2 separate regions of the Arachis hypogaea genome follow, and region 2 is linked to region 1. Evidence: chromatin contacts called from public Hi-C data. All regions are on one chromosome and are shown on one strand. The core of a region is the stretch at or near the end of the contact, and the rest is flanking DNA. Distances in the headings are between cores, read along the strand shown. Region 1 holds the start of LOC112801012 (glycosyltransferase family 92 protein RCOM_0530710). Region 2 holds the start of LOC112803341.

What was found. A called contact is a pair of places that touch in the nucleus more often than the background predicts.
Region 2: a Hi-C map of an unstated tissue shows a contact between it and region 1, with 4 times the contacts expected there. The contact joins the promoter of LOC112803341 here to the promoter of LOC112801012 in region 1. A contact is called at or near these places in 2 of 8 Hi-C or Micro-C datasets (leaf and an unstated tissue).

What each region holds. Positions count from the first base shown.
Region 1 is chr5:26,336,344-26,342,175 of arahy.Tifrunner.gnm2.J5K5, reverse strand. LOC112801012 (glycosyltransferase family 92 protein RCOM_0530710) reads left to right here and starts at 3,466. Exons shown (of 1, transcript XM_025843507.3): 1 at 3,466-5,832. The coding sequence starts at 3,830. The coding sequence ends at 5,647.
Region 2 is chr5:26,475,751-26,481,582 of arahy.Tifrunner.gnm2.J5K5, reverse strand. It overlaps LOC112803341, which reads right to left and starts at 2,436. Exons shown (of 2, transcript XM_072238042.1): 1 at 613-2,436. The coding sequence starts at 2,436.

The DNA of each region.
Region 1 (5,832 bases), core at 2,217-4,716:
ATGAGTAGATACGAGCTGGAGGCAGTGGTGCTGCTAGTCAGCTGGGGGAAGACGACGATGACATCGATGATTACCGGGATCTGTAGGATTTAGGAATTAACTTTTTTCATGTCTACTTCATTGTATTCTACTTTTTATGATATTTTATTATATTCAGACTATTTATTTTTAATAAAATAATTTTTTAATTTCTGGTAATTTTAAATTTCTGTCATAATTTTGTTAACAAGAGTTTTAATTTGACTACTAATTGTGGCTTAACTATACCAAAAAAACTATCGTAGGATTTACTGGTGGAAAAATCCGACGCTAACTTGGCACCAAAACACGTGACATGGCCCCAAAGTTACCGTCAGAATAATCCGATGGTTATCAACAACTCACTCTCAACAAATTTATTGAAAAAACCGATGAAAAATCTGTCGATAATTAGTGTCGGACAAAATAATCTGTCGGTAAACAGTTTTTGACGCCGTTTATACCATCAACTTTAGAATGATGGTAAATCCAAATGTACTCAGAGCATTTCTTGTAATGACTGTCGGCTTTAGCGACAAAAAAGGTGTTCCGACGGTAATCTTTTTTGGCGATGAATTTCTCCTCCTTTCTATTAAAAAATCCGATGCTAAATCTGTTGGTACAGGTCAACGCTAAATCTGACAGTAATTCCGATGGTACTCAGCACTTTTCTTGTAGTGATTTATCTTTTCACAAATCACATTCTCTAGATCTTCAAAAAATAATGTGAATGAAACAACAATATCAGACAAATTTTCACATATAAATCTTACTCCATCAGGTGTTTGCAATAAAATCTTACCATAATAATGTACTATCAATATAACTTTATAATCCATTTTAACTTCTTCACTCACTATAACTTATTTTCACTCATTTGCAATAGAAGCAGCACAGAAGAATAGATGAGGAGAAATTATGTCTTGTGAGGATGAAAAAGAGAAATTAGCAATGGTGAAAGCTTCGTGATGAGGTATATATATGCATACAAATTGGACTGTCCTGTTTATAAACCCAAATTTAAAATTTTTATTTTGCACTAGTCAGACCCAAGGTTTTGAGTCTTTTGTTTTTAAAAATTTGAAAAACTACTACTCGAACCCTCTGAGTTAGACTTCTAAGATTTGAAAAAAAAAAGAATTGGCTACATTGTAATCGAATCGTTTGACTTTTATACTTAGAAATCACACGGTCCGATTTCTAGCACATGAGTCACCATCAAATCGGATGGTCCGATTTAATTATACACATTAAAAAATTAACACAACATTAGTAAAAAATACACATATATCCCAATATCAAAGACATAACACACAGTGTTATCAAATATCAAAAAAAATAAATTTTTAAATTATGATAAATAAAATATTTAATTTATTTATATAAAAACATTATCCATAGAACTTTACAAATACATAATTTGCTTACATTTTAAATGATAAATAAATATTTTTATTTAAATAAAAATTCTATATCAACAAAAAAATATGCAACTTAACTAATTATAACATTCTTACAAATTGAAACATTAAGTTAGACACTACCAGAAATTAATTAATAAATTCACACGTTAGTAAACTCACACATCTACATATATAGAAGGAGTTAAGCCTTAAAATAGTCTCTAAAGTTGCACTCAAGTCTCAAAGTGGTCCCTAAAATTGATAGTTATTCAAATTTGTCATCAAAATTACACTTCGAGACTCAAAATAATCCCTAAGACACTTTTCGTCATAAAAAAACTGAGGTAGACTGATTCCTGCCAAAACGATGTCGTTTTGTATTTATAAAAAAAATACATATTAGCCTTCGATGCTCCATTACCCAACCCCTTTCCCTTTTCATTCTGACCATATCCACAACTATCTCGAGTTAAAGACATGGCTATCCAAATCACTTTCCTCATAATCCAAGTAGTTCCTGAGAAGAATCTTGATAGCAGAAAAGGAACAGAAATTCATAAAAACATGCATCCATTCTGCCATTTTTCAAGAGAGTAGGGTCAAGTTTCTCAATGTGGTTCGTCGTGAAAACGAAGATCCTTTCACTCCCACAGCAAGACCACAACCCATCCATGAAATTTAGCAACCCAAACAGAGTAATTGAGTTCCCACTACTGCCGCTACAAGTTTTGTGATATAATTAAAGGATTTTTCTAGAAAATTTGTTTTCCAATATCTTTGTATCGCACACTCCAAGATTTTACTAAATCTTCAATAATTCTCAACTCTACTGTTTGCTTGTACAAAAAATATTTGAAAACCAAAATCTTCGTATTTTTAATTTGTTCTGTTTTGCGCTGTTGATTCAGATTTTATTCTTTTCCTTTTTTGATTTTTTATTTCTACAAAGCTAGATGGTTGAAACGACAATGAAAGATAATTTTTCTAATGGTTTCGATGAACGGTCGAGGATCGAGACTTTGGAGAGGGAGAGGGATGAGCTTGCAAACGAGTGTGGAGAGAAAGGGGCAAATTAAGAAGCTCATGATGAAGATCAAAGGACTCCGCAACGATGACAATGAGATAAGGGAGAAGGTTTTGTGATACAAGTTTCTAGGTAACGTGTCCCAAAGGACAATGTTGTTGTTGAAGGTTTCAAACATGGTGTCATTGTTGGCAAGGGCAAAGGTGAAAGTGGAGGAGTTGAGGTTTCATGTGTGGATGAGGTAGTTGTCGATGACGAAGATGGAGGATCTAAGGTAGAGTTGGACGGCATTGTAGAGCTTGTTGGTGTTGATGCCGTCGATCTCCATTATATCAAAGTAGCAGCAGGAAGGGAAGCAGTGAAAGATCTTATTGAAGAGTTTAGGGGAGGCAAAACAGAGATCTAGTGAAAATGCCGCTTGGAGTATGGTTTGACAATATGTCCAAAATGAAGAGAAAATGGGTTGGGGAAGGGGGAGGGGGGAGGGGGAGATCGAAGGCTAATGAATTTTTTTTTATATAAATACAAAATGATGTTGTTTTGGCAGGAATCAATCCAGCTCAACTTTTCCATGACGAAAAGTATCTCAAGAATTATAGACTACTATGAGTCTTAGAGTGTAACTTCGAAGACAATTTTGGATAATTATTAACTTTAAGGACCACTTTGAGGAATAACTCTAAATAGAAGTAATTAAAAAAATGACTATGTTATGTGTATATTAAAATCAATCATCAAAATTAATTATTAGTATAAAATACAAATTAAAATATAAAATACATATTAAAATAAGTTACATTTAAATACATAATGATTAATTTTTGTGGTTAATTTTAGTATACAAATAATATTTTTATTTAAAAAAATCTTTTTTCCCTCTTATTGGAATCCTCCTTACTCCTTAGTCCTTATTTCACCGATGTAGCTTTTACCTTGACGCGCCATGAGCCCATGACCATAGTAGCGCTAGCTAAATGTTACCCCTTAACTTACCCCTGTCCAGCAGAGTCCAGCCAGAATCTAAAGTTGTGTTCTTTTTGCACTTTTGAGGGCAAGTTTAACCCACATATGTTCTAACATTATTCCACATCCTACTGGCTAATATGATGTAATGGCTTTGCAGAGAGAATTAGAGAGAGAGAGAGAGAGAGAGCTAACTAGCTATAGCTATCAGATACAACCTTCTCCATTCCTCCTTTCTTTCTTTCTTTTTTTTTTCCCTTTTCTTTTTCTTTTTCTTTTTCTTTCCCCCATTAACGCATTAACCACACACCAAATCTGAACTCCACTTGTCCATAATTCCTTCATTCTTTTTCACCTTCCCAATTCTATTCTCTCTCTCTCTCTCTCTCTCTCTCTCTCTCTCTCTCTCTCCACCAAGAAGATGGAGGCGGCAGAACAAAGAAGAAAGAGGAAGCGAGGGAGGCACATCTTGTTGAGCCTCTCATCATCAAGATCACTCTTCCTCTGCTCATCCTTCATAATCTTCATACTCTTCATGTCCTCACACCACCGCTTCTTCCTCTTCTTCTTCAACTTCAACACCGCCACCCTCCTCCGCCCTCCCCTCGCGCTCTCTCTCCTCTACTCCTCCGCCACCAGCAACTCCATTCTTGACCCCTTAACGCCTCTCACTTCTTCCACCCCTTCCTTCACACTCCAACACCGCATCCAATTCCCCAACCACTACCTCCTCCTTCTACTCACCAACCACCACATCAACCCCCACCAACTTGAATGTGTCTATTATTACTACACAAACGCTTCTTCTTCTTCTTCCTCCGGTTCAACTGAACCGCTTGTTATTGAGGTTCAACCAGTTCTCTCAACCGACCGCTTTGATGAATCCCGATCCATTGCCAGGTGTCCCTTTCCACGGACCAACGGAACCGCCGTTGATTTGCGCCGGCGGGGGGGCAACTTGATTCGACGGAGTTCGTATTTCACGACGAACCAAACGGTGGTTCAGTCTTGGGAAAAGGGGGTTTACGAGGCGAGCCTTGATAGAGAGAGCAACACCGTTGTTGTGTTCGTGAAGGGTTTGAATCTGAGACCACACAAGGTTTCCGATCCGACCCATTTCCGGTGCCACTTTGGGTTCAAGAACTTGAACAAAGACGGTTCGTTTTTGATAACGACGAGGGCGGTTTCGGTGGCGCAAGAAGTTGTGAGGTGCTTGCTGCCGCAGGGTGTTAGGAACAACACTGATAGGGCTAAAGGGGTTGGGGTTACTGTGAGCCATTTGAGTGGGAATTTCCGGCACCCGGTTCGGACCATATTGCCCTCTATCGCTAGAATTGATGGAAAGGGTAAGAAAAAGAGGGGAAAATATGAGCTTTGTGTATGTACCATGGTGTGGAACCAGGGTTCTGCACTGAGGGAGTGGGTTATGTACCATGCTTGGCTTGGTGTGGAGCGTTGGTTCATATATGATAACAATAGTGATGATGATATTGAGGAGGTGATTCAGGATCTTGATTCTCAAGGGTTTAATGTTACTAGGCAGGTATGGCCTTGGATCAAGACTCAAGAAGCTGGGTTTTCTCACTGTGCTTTGAAGGCTAGAGATGAGTGCAAGTGGGTGGGGTTCTTTGATGTTGATGAGTTCTTCTATTTCCCCAATGAATTCCATCACCAACTTGGGCAGGGTGGTGGTCTTCCCGGTGAGAATTCTCTGCGATCGGTTGTGGCGAATTACTCATCTTCTCGGTCTATTGCCGAGATAAGAACAGCTTGCCATAGCTTTGGTCCCTCTGGGTTGAGATCACACCCTAAGCAAGGGGTTACTGTGGGATACACGTGCCGGCTTCAGAGCCCAGAGCGGCACAAATCCATTGTGCGGCCGGATTTGCTCCACGTCAGTCTCCTTAATGTGGTGCACCATTTTCAGCTGAGGGAAGGGTTCAGATATGTGAATATGCCTGAAGGAAGTGCTGTGATAAACCACTACAAGTATCAAGTTTGGGATACCTTCAAAGCCAAGTTCTTCAGAAGGGTTGCTACCTATGTTGTTGACTGGCAAGAGGATCAAAACAAAGGATCAAAAGATAGAGCGCCGGGGCTCGGCACGGAAGCCATTGAACCACCTAACTGGCACCTCCGGTTTTGTGAGGTTTGGGACACTGGCCTGAAGGACTTCCTTCTGTCTTATTTTGCTGATCCTGTAACAGGGTTGTTGCCCTGGGACAGGTCTTTACTATAGTGGACGCTAATCAATCAGGGTGCTAACATCTTGGTAGCTGGTACCCATGTAAAGCATAATATTCATACCTGTAATAGGCAGGCATTCATTCTTTTCATTGATTTTTTTACTTCAGGGGGCCTTTCTGTAACAAAAATTTTGTTTTTCTCTTTGTTTTTTAAATGATTTTATAGATATCAAACAGA
Region 2 (5,832 bases), core at 1,187-3,686, 140 kb before region 1:
TATATATATATATATATATATATATATATATATAGTGGCGGAACCAGAAATTTCATAAGAGGGGGGCCAATTAAATATAAAATATAACAAAAAATTAACAAAATATGATTTGTAGCATATATATCAAAAAAGTAATTATATTATATAAAAGTCAATGTTCAACTACATACTTTAAGATTTTGATATTTTTAAACTTGCTCGACGATGCTTCATGGAACTAAAATCATCAATTATCATCTCTGAAGTGAATTTTGAAGCAATTTCCTTTTCAATATATACAATCATACAATCTGCTAAAAATTCATCTTCCATCTTGTTTCGAAGCCTTGTTTTAATAATCTTAATAGCTGAAAAGGCCCGTTCAGTTGTTGCTGTTGTCACAGGAAGAGTCAAAACAAGACGAATTAATCTATCAATTAAAGGATATATATTTGATTTTTCTGTCTCTGTCAATTTTTGACACAATTCAGCAAGAGTAGACAAATTCTGAAAATCTGGAGCTTTAACCACATCAAGTTCATAATGTTGTAACTCATAATCCAATTGAATCTTTTCTTGCTCAGAAAAATATAAAGAATAGAAATTCTTTACAAGATTGCATATGTTGCAAACACTGAATAACTTGAAAGCATCTTTAGGATCTAGAGATGTACTCAGTATGAGGAGCTCGGTTGCTTGCTCACTAAATCTACTATTTAGCTCTTTCAATTGAAAATCTATCACGCTAGTAAAAATGTCAACACGATAGTGGTGTTCAACAGTGACAACATCCTTTTTACGACGAGACCGAATTATGTCACTAAAAGAAGCACCTATATCAGGTATCTGAATAGCATGATCATTGCAGAAAGAACTAACTTTCTCCAAAAGTGCTCCCCAACTACTATCTCTTAACTGTTGAATCAATGACTTTGTACTAGAAACCAGATGCATAGCATTCAAAATGTCTTGAGATTTTTGTTGCAATGCTTGACAAAGTTTATCAGTGATTCCCATGATTTCTTTCATCATATGCAAAATGAAAACAAAATCAAATGATAATAAAGATTTAAGAGCATAAGTAGCATCACCACGTTGAGAATATGTAGATCCATTAGTAGCCAAATCTTCCAGAACTGAAGTTGTTGCTCCAAACATACGTAAAAGGCTACAAATTGAGTTGAAGTGAGAGCTCCACCTGGTATCTCCTGATCTTTTTAATGTGCCAATTTGATTTGCTCCTCTTCCTGTTTCAATTTGCTTAGTTGCAACTAAATGGGAAATTTCAGTTGCATAAGCAGATCGTAATTCATCATTGCGTTTGCAAGAAGAGCACACAACATTGATAATATTACTCAAACTTTGGAAAAAAGCATGAACATCAACAACTTCTTTAGCCGCAGCAACAAGAGCTAGCTGTAATTGATGAGCAAAGCAATGAACATAATATGCATAAGGACATTCTTGAATAATTAAAGCTTGTAACCCTTTCCACTCTCCACGCATATTACTAGCTCCGTCATACCCTTGACCTCGAACATTTTGAATGTTGAGATTGTGATGAGATAATGCAGAACAAATCTCTTGTTTTAGAGTAGCAGAAGTAGTATCTTTGACATGAACAACATCTATTAGCCTTTCTTTGACAAATCCATGCTTATCAACAAATCTAACAACAGGTGCCATTTGTTCTCTTCTAGATTCATCTCTAGCTTCATCAACAATCAAACAAAATTTTGCATTACCAATCTCATTGCGAATTTCATTTTGCACTTTTCTAGCAAAAACATGTAGAATTTCCTTTTGAATAGAAGGTGATGTGTATATTGCATTTTGAGGAGCATTATCCAAAACAACTGCATCCACTTCTTTATTGTAAGAAGCTAATAATTTTAACATTTCAAGAAAATTTCCTCGATTCTGAGACTCATGACTCTCGTCATGTCCCCTAAAAGCACAAGCTTGAAACGTTAACCATTTGACAGTATCAATAGAGGCTTTAAGACGCAATCTATTGCTTAAAACTTGTTGTGAGCTTTGCTTAGCCAATACTTTGTCAATGTGACATAATTGATTAAGCAAATCTTTACAAGACTTAACAGCAATATTATGAGGAGAATTAAGAGATTTACCCACATGAGATAAAAATGCACAATCCTTTCCATTATTCACTTTTTTCCAATTGCGAAATCCTCCTGATGTGAATGGACTTGATTTTCTAGAAAATAAATAGCATGGAAGACAAAATGCAGCATCCACTTCTGGCGAATATTCTAGCCAAGAAAAACTCTTAAACCAATGAGCTTTGAAACGACGAGGATGACTTTCTAGACCAGAAAGAGGGTACTCATCCATAATAAATTGATATGGTCCAAACTTTATGTATGCTCTACGGATTTCATCTTGTTGATTGATAGGATAATTCCAAATTTGCGGACGCTTTCCGGGATCACGCATCAATGTATCAATATTAACTTGATCTATTTCAGTCCTTGCTATTTTGGAAGCAGGGGGTTGAATATCTTGCTCAACAAGTTGTGTCACAGGTTGTTCAATAATATTTTGAACATTACTCAAAGAATCTGAAGCTGAATTTTGTTCATCATATATTCTCTCTTTTCTCTTGAAAAATGAGTGAATTGTTTTCATCTTTGACATTTTTAACTTAACTTGAACTATCTAACAAAAAAAAAACAAAAATAATTGCATATATATTATTTTCTTAAAAAAAATATTAAACCTATTGAGCAATAACAAATAATTTTAGAAACACAAATATATAATAACCAAAAATAAAGTTATTGATTTACCTGATTATTTTTTGTTCCAAGTCTCACAAAAAAATAATTCTATTGAGTTTTGTCTTCACTTCAATCTTTGAACACTGTCCATTATAAAAAAAAATAAATTAATTATTTTAAATAAATAATGTAAATAATACTTGACATTGTCATTAACTTAAAAAAAATTGAAATATACCTCTTTGAATCTTTGTTGTGCATTCAATGGTTAATATTTTGTTGTTCACTTCTCTTCAATGGTTTTTCTTCATATGTCTTGTTTTGGTATGGAAAGAAAATTAGAATGAGAAGAGTAGAAGACCAAAAGTTTGGGAATCACTAAAAGAGAGAGAAAAGTGGCGCTATGCCTATGATAGTTTGAAACAAATATTTGAAAAATGTACTAGGGTTACTTTAATTAATAGTATGGGCTTGGGCTAGTATAATAGAACCATTTTTATTAATTATTAGAATGGGCTATTTGTTAACAAGAGCAACAATAATTCAAATATCTAATACATTTTTTAGTTTTTTTAATTTATAAAATTTTGTAAGTTATATTTTTTTTAATATTATATATAAAAAAATTTAATATTATTAATTATTACTATTTACTATTTTTTTTAAAAAAATTTGGGGGGGACCATGGCCACCTTAGGTCCCCCCGTGGATCCGCCACTGTATATATATATATATATATATATATATATATATATATATATATATATATATATATATATATATATATATATATATATATATATATATATGGGAACAAGGGGCAACGAGGGTTCAACAAACAAGCAACAAAAAACAGATAGGGCAAAAGAAACTAAACGCTAGTCGTCTATCAGGAGATGATGATTCCCTCTAGTTAGTTTATTGATATTGAATTCTTAAAATAAGTACTCGATTTTACCAACATAAAAAGAAGGAAGAACTCTTCATTTTTATTAAAATCGTGACACCGTCCTCTTCTGCTGTAGTTTTGTGACTTTGTACTTTGCTTCTCCAACTTGATTTAAACCATGTTTATCAAAAACTTTTTTATTTCTTTTGATTCCATCGTTAGCTAGGAACTTTCTTCACTTAGTACTGACAAGAAGTTAAGAGTAAAGCAAAAAATTTCCATCAATGTTAGGCTATGATGCACATACGGATACGGGATATAACATAATACAGGATAAATATATATATATATATATATATATATATATATATATATATTATAGATAAATTATAATAATATTTTAATATTTTATTGATATTAAAATATAAATTAAAATTTAATTATTTTTAATATTTTTTAATTATATAAAATATTTAAAATAATTTTGTTTTAATAATTAATAATATATATAATTTTTAAATTCATTTCAAAAATACATATTAAGAATAAGGCCAGACATGTAGTGATATTTAGGTTTATCTAAGCATGTCTAAAAAATTTTTTTATTTTTTATTAAGATATGATTAGACACAAAAAACATGCATATCGAACGGATGTCAAATGAATATCGTATTTAAAATATGTTTGGCACGTAAAATATGATAAAAAAAGTGGTCGTCCTTTATAGATATTAGGAAATTATTTATATATGTGTGCGCGCGTGCGCTACGTAGTAAAACCAGAAACAAAAAACAGCTATAGTAGAATAATATATATTTAGTGTTCAGAAAAAAATTTAAGTATTCTATTGTGAAAGTTTTATTATTTTGCTATGAAAAGTGTATACAAACTTTTTATATTTATAGAGTTTGCATATATTATAACAAATTTTTTATATTTTAAGAGTTTGCATATGTGCGATCTGCATGTACACACAAATAATCACAACAAATTTTTATACGAGAAAGTCTAGAGGCTAGCATTTTTATTAAAATTTAGCCAACACTTATTCAACAAAAGAAAAATGAATAATTCTCCATCATTAGATGTAATTTCACACCATTAAACATATTATTGATCACTAATTGATGGCTATAAATCACAAATTCTGCTGACTTCCTTAACACTCCTCTTTTTATATATCATGATAAGATTAGTATGTTTTTGAGATGTGTATTTTTATGGTGTATCTTCTTAAATCTGTTTGAATATCTGAAATTTAAGAGATGAAATTTTGTTAGGATTTGAAATTTGTTGGGATGTTTGATATTTGTTATTAAGCTATGTAACAAGAATCAGTTTTAGAGGTTATTAAGAACCCTTGCTGATATAAAATGAATGGCTTAGATGTGTGACAGTGATAGCATTTAAGAATCAAACTCAATATCAACGTATTTGATTTGAAAGCATAGTTGATGGCCACCTTCCACTACTTTGCAAGTTGCAAATTGCAAATGATTTCTAGTGAGAAAGGTATTTACAAATTGTACTTAGCGTTTAGAAGATGGGTAGTGCACATCAAATTCTCCTCAATCAATTCATTGACACTTCTTTCATGTCATGTCACGTTGCACCAAAAAACGAATTCATATACCACGACAGAATTGAAAGATTTTATTTCTCATCTATTCCATTAAATTGTTATATGTTAATAAATGTTCAAAGCTCGAGAACTTAAGAAAAAAAATAAACAACCATACTTTCGTTGGAGATGTTGAATTTAAATTTTGTTGACCATAAATCACTAGTATTCATCTTCTGTAGGGGGTGATTCTCCTCAAATCGGGAAGGAATAATGATTTGGATGCATGACAAAGTTCTTCATTTGAAATTTTAACACAATTAATTGGATAATTGAATTGAAGATCTAACTAAGCTAACATAATCTTATACCAAATGATTTACGTGTTTATTGATAGATGTTTATTTTAACGATTAAATAACGTGTGTATCTTCATATTGATTAGATATTTTAGCTCCCTAAAATATATATGTACAAAAAGAAAAGATTAATTATGTCTTTGGCAGAGGATACCTTAGGTTGCATTTCGTTTTTGTATGGGATAAACCAAATAGATATTCAATGGCAGAGATACGATGATGCAAATCTGGAGGAAGATAGAGGTTGGAGACGAAAAAAAAGACACACAAGCTGGTAAGAAGGATGAAAAATAGAACGATGAA